2 separate regions of the Mus musculus genome follow, and region 1 is linked to region 2. Evidence: chromatin contacts called from public HiChIP or PLAC-seq data. All regions are on one chromosome and are shown on one strand. The core of a region is the stretch at or near the end of the contact, and the rest is flanking DNA. Distances in the headings are between cores, read along the strand shown. Region 1 holds the start of Kcnj5 (potassium inwardly-rectifying channel, subfamily J, member 5). Region 2 has its middle 48 kb from the start of Barx2.

Evidence for each region. HiChIP or PLAC-seq counts read pairs in DNA pulled down with a chosen protein or histone mark.
Region 1: a contact with region 2 is called in an H3K27ac HiChIP or PLAC-seq map of embryonic stem cells, with 7 times the contacts expected there. The contact joins the promoter of Kcnj5 here to the enhancer-like site in region 2. A contact is called at or near these places in 7 of 39 promoter capture datasets (cranial neural crest, embryonic stem cells, frontonasal cranial neural crest and 3 more), 3 of 484 Hi-C or Micro-C datasets (differentiating embryonic stem cells, myocytes and neural progenitor cells), 3 of 115 datasets of contacts at active chromatin or transcription factors (embryonic forebrain, embryonic stem cells and forebrain) and 2 of 9 other capture datasets (adipose tissue and embryonic stem cells).

What each region holds. Positions count from the first base shown.
Region 1 is chr9:32,340,226-32,345,911 of GRCm38.p6, forward strand. It overlaps Kcnj5 (potassium inwardly-rectifying channel, subfamily J, member 5), which reads right to left and starts at 4,119. Exons shown (of 4, transcript NM_010605.5): 1 at 3,879-4,119; 2 at 1,997-2,299.
Region 2 is chr9:31,958,558-31,964,724 of GRCm38.p6, forward strand. No RefSeq gene overlaps it. Among named protein-coding and RNA genes, the nearest start is that of Barx2, 48 kb to the left of the region's middle. Within about 2 kb of position 2,129, at least 9 of the 459 cell types and tissues checked have an H3K27ac peak or open chromatin away from gene starts, as enhancers often do. A contact at or near this core is called in differentiating embryonic stem cells and embryonic stem cells, where this site is marked.

The sequences.
Region 1 (5,686 bases), core at 2,869-5,368, 380 kb after region 2:
TCTTCCTGTGTCTCTTTTGTCACCTGCCAACTGGACTGTAAGTAACAACCCCTCTCGGGGTAGAGGAGGCAAGGTGTACAATTTGGTCTTCTATCTCAAGCGCTTGCATAAGGCATGGGCTTCACGTGCAGTCTGAAGGGACGTGAGTGACTTTTTATGGTTCACGTGATAAAGATGGGTTTACAAAACAAGCAAGCCTACCTGATGAGGGTGAGGAAGGCTGCTGTTCATTGAGATTTCTGTGCTCTATGAAAGTTAGCTGGCTCTCATGACAGCTTTTCTTTGTAAAGGGCCCTAGGGACCTGGACATCCATGGCTTCTCTTGCATTAGAGACAACCACCTTCTTAGGGCAGAGGTAGTACCATATGTGGGTCACTTTTCTGATCCACTGCCCACAAAGCTGAAGTATTGAATTCTTAGTGGCCAGAGCCAGTGTCAAGATGGCTGAGGGATAGACTCTTAGAACACAGCCTCAGCTCCAAATGGCATCTGAGTCCTCTTGGTTCTTGCTTTGCCCCTTTCTCACTAAAGTCTCCCTAGTTGTAAGATTGGGAGTCTGGGATGGGAAAGAAGCTGAGAGACAGGCAGTAATTCCCAGCCTAAACAGCTATGTCAGGGCCACGAGGAGAGGAGCTACCTGCCAATCCCTGCCCTGCTCCGTCTGCTTTATCATCTCTCCCAGACTCTGCTCAGCCTACGCACTTGTCCTTGGAGACCAGGAAGATCAGTTGCTACCTGCTGATTGGTCTGATTATCCCTGACCTTTGCCCCCAGCCTGCTCTGGTCTGGACTGACAGAAGAACTTAAGATTTAACCTCTAGCCAGGACCCCCAGGGTCCTATGTGACATTTAGCTTTAACACAGCTCTTGGCAAAGGTTGATGTCACCCTGGGCTCTGTTGACAAGAATAGCCTCCTTATCAGAAAGTCAAGGTAGGCGGGACCAGATACCCAGGACAGCTACCCAGTCCCTCCCATTGCCTTTCCTCTGTCGGCTTTTAAAATAATCTAAAAGAAACCCACTTCCTAAATTGCTTTGGAAAAAAAATACATTCAGGCAAATTTATTCACATTTCTCCCAGTAATTCTTTGTATCTGAACTCTCATTCTCCTGTCTCTAGAGGGGAAGAAAAGGAAGACAAAGAGATGGGAAAATTTCTCCATGGCTGAGAAGTGTCTTAGTAGTCAGCTGCTGATGGGTCCCCTCAGAAACACTGCCTCTCAGTGACCAGTTAACACATAGTGGAAAGCTTAATCTAAAATGGCTACACTGCGCCACTCATGGATCCCTGCCCCCCGACTCAATTTTGCCCCATTGTCCTCCACCCGCAGTCTAAAATTCTGGTCAGTATTTGCTTGGAAAATACAGGCAAGCTTTAGCTAATGTTCTCTTAAATGGAAAACAACCCTGCCCAGATGACTACATTCGAAAGGCTCCAACAATAATGTATTCTTGGTGCGTGCTAGGTGATCAACTGGATGCTGAGCTGATTTTAAATAGTGTTCAGAAGTGGATGAAGTTTTCAGGCATTTGAACTTCCAGCATACCCTCTGGTGGCTTGGTCCCAGAAGGTATTCAGAGTCCCAGAATCTAAGGAGGGAGTGGGAACCGGAGACCAAGCCCACTGCTATGCAGATGACCACAGTAGCCTTAGAAGGCTCCTGAATTGAATTCATGGATCAGAAACCCAGTCATACACTTGTAAGGTCCCTTACAGAGGAACCTTGCAGCCTGTTCATCATGTACCATAAAGAGCAAGGCCAACAGGATACAGTCACAAGGATACCTTATTATATCCATGGGACCCATGAAAAGAGTGTTCTGAATGTCAGGATACAGAAAGCAGCCTCGGGGGAATATACACTGGGGAATCCTTCTGAGATCTGACTTATACAGAGTAGAAATCTCTGCTTTGGGACAGCTCTGGGCAGAAGGGATGACCAACTCCATCCATCTCCCGCCCTCCCTCCTGCCTTCTCCCCTCCCACAACTGACCTGCTTGCTAGATGGAGCATAGAACACACTCATTTTATGCTTAAAGCAGATGTGCTCTTAAGCAAGAAGTGCTGTTTCAGAGTGCCCGGCCAGCAGTAGGTAGCCATCTTGGAGAGGCGGTGGCAGAGTGGTGGGTGCTTTTGCTGTTGGGCAGCTAGGTGGTCAGCGTGGGGAAGATGGCTGGGTGCTGTTGGAGGATGAAGTTATCTCTGGGATGGCACCTCTTTCAGTGGTGATCTGATGCTGCCATGCTCCCAAGTACACCCTGTTCCCTAGGGCTCCCACTGGAAGCTGAGCCTTCCCCTGTAAGATAAGTATATCGGGGACTTACTCAAAAGTCTCTGATCCCAAGGAGTCTAGCTAAGCCTTTGATGGCACAGCCCAATTTAATCCTTTTATAAATCCCACAGCTCAGCTCACCTGCCAGAGCCTGGGAAACCCTGGGTTGGAACTCAAGACTGCATGCATGTAAAACAGACATGGTGGCTCATGCCTCTAATCCCAGCACTCCAGAGGTGGGCAGGTGTCTATGAAGTCAATCTGGTCTACATAGTGAGTTCTAGGCTAGCCAGGTCTGAATAGTGATAACCTGTGTCTCAAATAACAAAGGAGGTGGAGAGAGACTATTGCTAAGCAAAGGCATGGATCCCAGGAAGGTGGTATACCTTACAGGGTTAGTGTTTGGTAATAAGCTCTGGATTTGAAGCCAGGGGCTGGCAAGGACTGTGAAGATTAGAACCTCCCTTTAGAGCTCAGACATCCGTGTACTTTAGTTCCCTCTAGAAAGCAAGAAAACGTAGTTCTGCCCCACAGGTTAACTCCCAGGACCCCGTTCCAGCTCAACACCCCGGTTCTGTAAATATTAGCTGCTGTCCCCTGCTTCTCCGCAGGGATTCCCATGCTCGGTGGCCCAGGCAGCTTGCTTAGGAGAAAGAATAGCTACACTTTGGAGTCAGATACTGTGGAGACTCTCCCGTTGTAATCTCAGTTACTCACCCTCTCAGAGCTGCCATTTCTGTGCTGTGGGACAGGCTTGCTAGTCTCCGTTTAACTGAGAAGAGTCACAGTGAGCATTTGCATTCCCACTGTTTGCCTGGTGTTTGAAAGGTTCCCCTCGATAGCGCCCCGGGATCTTGGTATGGATGCTGGGCAGGCTAGAGTCTCCACTGCCTTTTGGGAATAGCCCATGAAATTTCGAGAAGCCAACACTGAACACTGCTCCACAGTCCCAGGCTAGAAACCCCCCTCCTAGTGGCCTGCCCTTGCGTTTAAAGGAGGCCCTGGCAGAATCAGGTGCTACAGAGCAGATCTCCAAGGAGAGCCACCATCAGGAAAATGCTATAGCTTGTCTTCCTCCACCTTTTATCTTTAACCCTTCTTTTGAACAATTGCAGAAATGTTTTCAAAAGAAGGAAAGCATACAGGTAGTGACCAATTCTGAGAAGACTGGTACCGCAAAGCAGTTAGATTAGAAAGCAGCTGGGGCAGAGAGTCTACAGTCCAGGGGGTCGCCCTACCCGACCATCTCTGCCCCCACCTGAAGCTGTTTCTGGGAGCAAGGTTCTCTCTATCTCCTCCCAAGGCCTGGCCAAGCAAGCCAAAGATGGAAGGTTTCAGTCCCGCAGGTATCCTGGTCTGGTTCTGGGAGCAGGGCGTTTATGGTCCTGGGGAGGCTGGACTCCTCATCTTGGGGAGGCCGGCAGCTAAGGCCAGCTTCAGTTTGTTGAACTTTGGACCACCGGATCTTGTTCCCATCCTGTCTCAACCCGACAGGCTCCGGTAGGGGAAAGCCTTCTTTTAGAACCACAGGACACCTAGTGAGGGTCCGGTTTGGGGAGTCGCTGGGCTGGGGGAGGGACGCGAGAGAAAGGAGACAACTTACTTGTAGCGCAGAGAGCTTCTCCGAACCCTTGGGGCTAACTTCTGGAGATCCTTCCAAGGCGGTGCAGGTGGCTCTCAGGGCTCTCCAGGGGATTCCCTAGCCTCAGGCATTGCCTACGGACGGGCAGACGCCCCGAGCCACTCTGGTGTCGCAGGTCCAGCTAGCAGAGGCGTCTAAACCTCCCGCCCCTTCACCGGTCTGCCTCGCCCTTCTATCTAGAGAGAACAGCGGGAGGCTCTCTGCTGTCCCTCTCCTCTCCGCCCTCCTCTCTTCTCCCTCCCCATCTCCTCCCGTCCCCCCGCCCCCCCTCCCGGGTTCTCCTCCCTCTGTCCCCCTACAATTGAATCTCTGGATAGAACGCGATTTAAAGGGCCACAGGCAAAGGAGAACCACAAAGAAAGGCAGCAATGGGAGAAATGCTTGCACAATGGGGTATATGGTGGAGATGGGTGGGGGCTGTTGGTATCGGGGGTCACAGTCACTTGGAAGGAGTCCGGTGCCGGACGCAGGGCCAGAGAGAGCGGGCAGCCTCCTCCCTACTCTCCTGCCCACTACTCCCCCTTCGCCACCTCCCTCCAAGACCTCCTTGTTGATGCTCCTGTGCTTCTGGCCACGCTTAAGCGAGGGTCAGAGACCTGCGCCACCAGATGTGTGTGAGAGCTTCCCGTGAATATGTGGGAAAGCTCACGTGTACATGTGTGTGTGTGATCGCCCGCGTGTGTAAGCGCCCCCGCACGTGTGTGAGCGCCCGCGTGCCTGTGTTTAGAGGGTGCGGAGGAGCAGACAGAAGAAACTCTTAGGGCAGAAAATTCAGGCTCAGAGCCTTGCAAGGGGAGGGGGGAACACCTGCTCAGTCATTCTGGGCACTTTGAGGGGGCTGTTGTCCGAACTTCCCTGCCTATCAAGAAGCCAGATGCAGCAGGTGGGGGACATTCCCCTGGAAGTCCGGAGTCACAGTCTAGGGGGGGACCTTAAGCTGTTACTGGGTCTGGCTCTTGAGACTGGGACCTGATTATAACTGAAGGGGAAAGTCTAGAGAAGGGAGAAGGGAAGTGGGTCTTTTGTTGGAGCATTCTGCTTAGGGTAGTCTATAGGTGAGTGGGAATGGCTATTCATTGAAATGGATATGGCCTTCCCTTGAAAGGCAAGTGAGACCTGAACCATCTTCAGGTAAGGGGGCTGGCCTTTCCTCCCACTCTCTACTTTCTTCTCTGTTCCCAAAAGTTCTTCTTGTAAAATATTAAAACTATAATGTCATTTCTGTTGCAACGTCCTATGTACATGTGTTGAAGGAAAAAGCTTTTCAATGATGGCATTAAAAGGCCCCCGGCCCCCGAACCCCCGTGTTTCCTCAAGGTTCCACCCACCTTCCAGTCCGTTGTACATTATTCTGTTTCTACTTCTCTGCATAGATCTCTTGAATGTATTTCATTTTCTGTGTGACAGCCTCCATGTACAGACCACATTGGCTGCTGCTCTGGGGGTCTGAATATCCTTCCTTCTGGGAATCCACTGTTAGTCTCTACCCCAGCCTAGGTCTTTCTCATTGCAGGCACAAACCCCACTCTCCCTCTTTTGTGGACTGTTCTTGGCTTTGAGCATAGAGGACTCTATTCTTCAATGAACCGTAGGAAAGACAGGAATGTCACTCACTGCACAGGGAGGGCTGCTGTCTGGGAGAGCCAGCACGTGGCTGTCTGCTGGTGCCTTCACTAGTCCCAACCTTAACATCTCTCTGTCTGTTACACAGTTTTTGGGGTTCAGCACCCAAAGGAGAGGGTTTATTCGGCTTCTGCCTCCACATTCAC
Region 2 (6,167 bases), core at 879-3,378:
AGGAGGCCTGTGATTGGAGAGGAAAAAGGAGACAGAGCTAAGCATTGCAGAGACAGAGAGCATCTCAGGAGACAAGGGGAAGCCAAAATGGAGGCAGACGGACAGGAAGAACAATCTGAACCAGCGTGGCTTTAGATAGCCACAGGTAGTTATGATATCATAAAGGTTAGAATAATTGGGATAATTTGTCTAATCTAGGTGGGCAGGTTTTATCATTATCAATTGGTTCTGAAATTATTGTATTGGCTTCTTGGGAATTGAGAATTTATTGATATATATAAATCTGACTTGTTAATTATAAACTTCTAGAGTTTCGATTTATTGGGTTACTAAAATGTGGGATCGCCAACTACTGGGGTTTATGGCAGAGAGGTAACTAGGGGCTCCAGAGAGAAGTGATCCAGAGCTGGGAACATAGCAATTGGTCACTGCGGTAGCTAGCCAGAGACAGAGCCGGTGGAACCACACCTGGCCAGAGAGTTGGGGTGGCTGATCCTGGGGTGGATGGTCATTGCATGGGGCTGGTGTGACAACGATCCTCCAAGGGAACTCCAACCCTGCCAGAGAGTTAGTGAGCAGAGAGTAGTCTAGCGGGACCATGATGGGACAGAGAGTGGTCTGCAGTAATGTAAGAGGCTTGCTGGTCTACTTTAATATTTCCCACAACAAACTGGTAATAGATGATGTTTAGCTAGATAATTACTCTTAATGGATATGCATGTAAACATTCTCTGTTGTAAACTTCTTATTCAATTTATGTTTGAACTTCTAGTGAACTTTTGTTGAAAAAGGGATGCTTGGAAAAGCCATGTGATCCACTTTCCTAGGAAAGGTACAAAAGACTGGGAAAGATCACATTGGAAGATATAACATTGGAGAGATAGCAATGGGAACGTAACACTGGGAATAAAGGCTTTGGGAGTAAGGCATTGGGAGCAGAGCAGTTCATCAGAGCAGGAGGAGACAGCAAGATTAGAAGGAGAATGCAGAGTGGAATAACTTAGAAAATATAAGGCAACTTAAAAAATTGAGAGAGCAATGTGCAGAATGCAGAGGAAAAGAGGAAAAAAGAAGAAGCTGCAGAGAGAGCAGAAGGAGCAGGCAGGCTTCTCCTTACCATGGGACAGAACAGGTCTTTTCTTAATAACAAGGCTAAAGAGAACAAAGCTTTCTTCTTACAGACTTGGTTTTAATTCATGTAGCAATAAAAGGATAGAAGCTTTTTCTTTCTGTATGCATTAAAGATTGGAGCTCATTTTTCATCCAGAATGAGTGAGTTCTTTCTGCACTGGCGCTTGGTCTTTTGCTCCATACACATATGTAAGTATGGATGTATGTGTGTGTGAGTATGTAATTATGAGATAGTAGGAAAGTTGTGCCCAACTGATTTGAATGAAAATTTATTAATATGTGTGCATTAATTTGCATATGGATTTTTGTACGTTTAATCCATATTTGCTTGTGTAAAAGTTTTTCCTTCTGTGAGTGTGATTCTCTTCTCCTGGTTCAATAGAAGTTTATTGCTCCAAACTTCCCCTAGCCCAACAAATGAGAGGCATCTGGACAAAAGGGAAAAGGTTCTAGCAATTAAACCTTTACTTAATCCCCTACTGTTTTATGGTGAGGTGCTAATGCCAGAGACTGCAGTTTCTGGCCCAAAGAGAACTCAAAGAGGTCAGCTATCACACCAAAGTGATTTAGACTTAAGATAGGTACATGTTTTATTATTAAACAGCAACTCTATCTCAAAACAAACAAACAAAACAAGTCTTGCCCACGCCTATGCTCATCCCTGTCCTCTTACCTTCAAGAGAGAGCCAAGAGAGAAGAAGAGCCGGGTATGGACCACAGCATTACGGATAGGCCCCATGCTCAGCAATAGATCACTATAGCCTCCAGCGGCCATGGAGAACTGGATCTACCTGAAAGGGGAGCTGGAAATGAAAAGGAGTGCAAGAGAAGGATGAAGCTAAGACACAAGTTCTCATCAAGGCACAAAGCTTAATTCTGCAGCTATAAAGGGAAAACCCACAAAACCCATCCTTTGTTTCAGCTGGATTATGTTGCAAAGCAAGCTCAGGGGCAGTCTATTCTTCTAAGTTCCTATAGGAGGTTGCAGGTGCAGCAAAGCAGATGACTCCACCTGGGTCCCATTGTGGCAAGCACTCAAGGTCTGTTTAGCTTGGCTCGAGGCTGGGGGAAGGGCACAGATCACCCACACAAAATGAATGCAGCAGGATCTTTTGGGGGTTCTTTGTCTCCGAATGTTAAGTCAGGGCAAGTGTTTGTTTTAATTTTTCTACCTTATAGGTCCTTTCATGTATACATTAGGGCTTCTGGTTTGGGACTGCTATGAGTGTGTATACATGGTGTCTGTGCATTGATATATATTTCTTCCCCCCCCCCTTTTTTTTTGAAACAGGGTTTCTCTGTGTAGCCCTGGCTATCCTGGAACTCACTCTGTATACGAGGCAGGCCTTGAACTCACAGAGATCTGCCTTCCTCTGCCTCCTAAGTGCTGAGATTAAAGGCGTGCGCTGCCACTGCCCAGGTTGATACATATTTCTTGTGCTTCTTTCTTTGGATCTTTTTCTTCTTTGGTTGTTTTGTCATATTTTGATTTTTTTTTTTTGTTATTGGTTTATCTTATTTCATTTTATTATTATTACTTAGATTCCTGTTTGTTTTCTAAGGAGAGAAAAAGGGATGTAGATTCAGATGGGAAGGGAAGGAAGGAGGAACTGGGGGGTGGGGGGGAATTTTGCTAGAATACATTGTATTAAAAAACTACTTTCATTGAACAAAAAGAAAAAAGAGATTATTGAGCAGGTAGCAATACACAACGGAGGCCAAAGTGAACATCACTTAAAGGAAAGTAGGAAGCAAAGAAGTCTTCACTCTGAGTTTTGCATCCACAATTGTATTTTCGTCATAGATCGCAACAAGCAGCCATGCCCAGCTCTCCACACAAACTATTAGTAGAGAAAGAACCCTTTAACGTTTCCTAGAAATAATCCTAAGAGCACATGAAGAAACAGCAGCTCATGAGAATCTTGTACCAAAGGCAAAGCGTGGTTCAAACACATCCAGCTCCATTTAATCATCCTAACATGTGAGGAGATCGTTCCAAAGCTCCTTCCTTTTGATTATCAGAATATTACAACCACAGAATCAGAGGACATTGGAATTTTCACCAGAAGTCTCTTGCTGGGAGAAGCAAAAGGCGGATGCAGCCAGAGGACGAGTCCGACTCCCTGAAAGAGACTTCACAGTTCTGTCAACATGTCAGAGTGCCCGCAGGAGAGACTAGACCCAAGACAAGGATGAGTCAGTAGGCATGGCTGGACCTTGACCAGGTCTGTGTACTTGTGTATAATTTATCTAGTGCCCTCTACTTAAATCAAGCCTCATTTTAGGACTCAAAAGATGGATTTGGGGGTCATTGGGTCCCTTCATCTCCTCCTCTTCTCAATGTAGCCACAGAGAGTAAATAAATCTCCTTTCTCTGCTTCTCACCATTATTTGCTTCTTTAATTGTCCTATTGAGGATGGGAAGACAAGCCTAGCTTGTTAGCTGCCAGGGCCAATGCTCTGACCCTAACAACTCTGACAACATGCCCTCTCTCCTGACTCCGTACCAACTCTGCTTCAGCTGACACAGCTGAGAACACAGGGTTCCCTCCCCCTCTATCTCCAGGAGGATTTCTTTTCTGCAGGACAAGGACATCACCATTTCCCTTCCTGTCTCTATGATGTCTTGTTAGGTGGGAACTCACTAAAGAGATTGCTCCCTTCTGCTGCTCAGTCCACTTATAAAAAGGATGTCCAACCTTGCTCTTGGCATGTGGAGAAGACTGGAGCCCTGTCACCTTAGCAACGGCCAGTGCAGGGGTGGATTTGTGCCAGAAGAAGCAAAATGGGAGGAGCCCTGGAAGCTGCCCTTATCCCTCCACTGAGTATCTAGGACAGCAAAGCTTGCTGTAGTCAGTCCTTACCCAAAAAACACTAGACTGCTGGCTCAGAGAATTCACTTAGAGAAAAAAAAGGAAGGGGACATAAAAAGAGGGAATTCCTAATCTCCACAAAAAAATTCACTCCTGTGTTGGTTTGAATAGGTATGGCCCCATCGACCCACATGTTTAAATGGTTGGACTTAGGGAGTGGCACTATTAGGAAGTGTGGCCTTGTTAGAGGAAGTGTATCACTGTTGGGGCAGGCTTTGAGGTCTCCTACGCTCAAGCTACACCCAGTGTGACACAGTTTCCTTCTGCTGCCTGCCGATCAAGATGTAGAATTCTCAGCTTCTTCCCCAGCACCATGTCTGACGGCACACTGCCAAGCTTCCTGCCATGGTGATAATGGACTAAACCTCTGAAACTGTAAAACAGCCCCAATCAAATGTTTTCCTTTATAAGAGTTGAATTGATCATGGTGTTTTTCACAGCAATAAAGCTAACTAAGAAAACAACAAACTAAGAAAACCCATTTGCAACAGAGCTTGGAGAAGCAGGTTCTAAATAGAAACTGTGATTGACCATTGGGAGCAGGGGCAAAGACCAAGCTAAGCCACAGACTGGCTGCTCTATAGGGCAAGAGCTCAGGCTATGCCAGCTACGAGGAGCCCTCTTGAGAAAATATCAAGTGCTGACCTCAGAAACCATTTCTATAAAGGAGCGATGATTTTACTACATGTGTTGGTAGAGAGATTTATGTACCGGTAAATTCTTGGAAACAGATAAGTAATCGCCTGGTGTTTGTGGTCAGAAGAAAGGAAGAAAGTGTGCCAAACAATTGACTTCCCAGAATGAATATGTGTTGGGCAACAGAACCCATGACTCTCCGGGGAGCAATATTAGATCCTTACCACTGTCAGTGGAGGTATTATCATTGACCCAAGTTACTAAACAAGAAAGTCACTGAGGCAGGGGATTGAAGAAGAAAGAGAGAGGAAGAGGAGGAAGAAGACAAAAGCTTTTATACATTGGATTTTTTACTTTAATCTTAATTATTAATTATGTATATTAGAGTTGTATGTGCTCATAAATGCAGGTGCCCCCAGGAGCTGGAGTTACAGGTGGTCATAAACCACCTGATGTGGATGCTTAGAATTGAGATTGGATCCTCCGCAAGAGCAGTGCTGGAAAAGAATATTCTTGAGGTCATACAAAGAAGCCCAGGACAAAGGTAAAGTAATTCTGCATAACACGCTACACAGTGAGACATTAGTTAGGAATGGCGTCCATAGATGCATGTGTCTGAATGCTTGGCTCATAAAGAGTAGCAATATTAGGAGGTGTGGCCCTGTTGGAGGGAGTGTGTCACTGAATGGGCAGGCTTTGAGGTCAAGTTCAAGCTACATCCAGTGTGGCACACAGTCTCCTTCTGCTGCTTGCAGATCAAGATGTAGCACTCTCAACTCTTTCTCTAGCACCATGCCTGCCTGTAAGCTTCCATGCTTCCTGCCATGATGAGAGTGGACTCAACCTCTGAAACTGCAAGCCAGCCCCAGTTGAATGTTATCTTTTATAAGAGTTGCTGTGGTCATGGTGTTTCTTCAGAGCAATAAAACTCTAACTTAACAAAGACATCAGCTTTGTGTATCATTTTCTCTTTTGTTTGTCTTGTCCCTAATATGTTCAAAGTCTGCTAATAACATTGGCAATAGAAGGCAGCACTAAGTTACTGACCTGGGAACAAATTTAAAATGGTTAAGGACTCTGAAGGTAGATGGTCACATACACACACACAAGTGGGTGATAGTGTTGTTCACCAGTCAGGTCTGCCCATTCCACCACAGCACTGGTCTTGAAGATCAACAAGGACGTGACAGTGGTCATTAAGAGGTTGGTTTATAGCCGGTTGGTGGTGGCGCACGCCTTTAATCCCAGCACTTGGGAGGCAGAATCTGGCAGATTTCTGAGTTCAAGGCCAGCCTGGTCTACAGAGTGAGTTCCAGCACAGCCAGGGCTATACAGAGAAACCCTGTCTCGAAAAACCAAAAAAAGAAAGAAAAAAAGAAAATGATGCTGGGAGGGGCAATTATGCTGAGATAATTGGATGGCTACATGCAAATGAATGAAGCTGGAACCTTACCTCCCAACAGACACAAGAGTAACTCAAAATAAGTGGAAATCCTAAATACTATAGCTAAAAACTATAACGGTTTT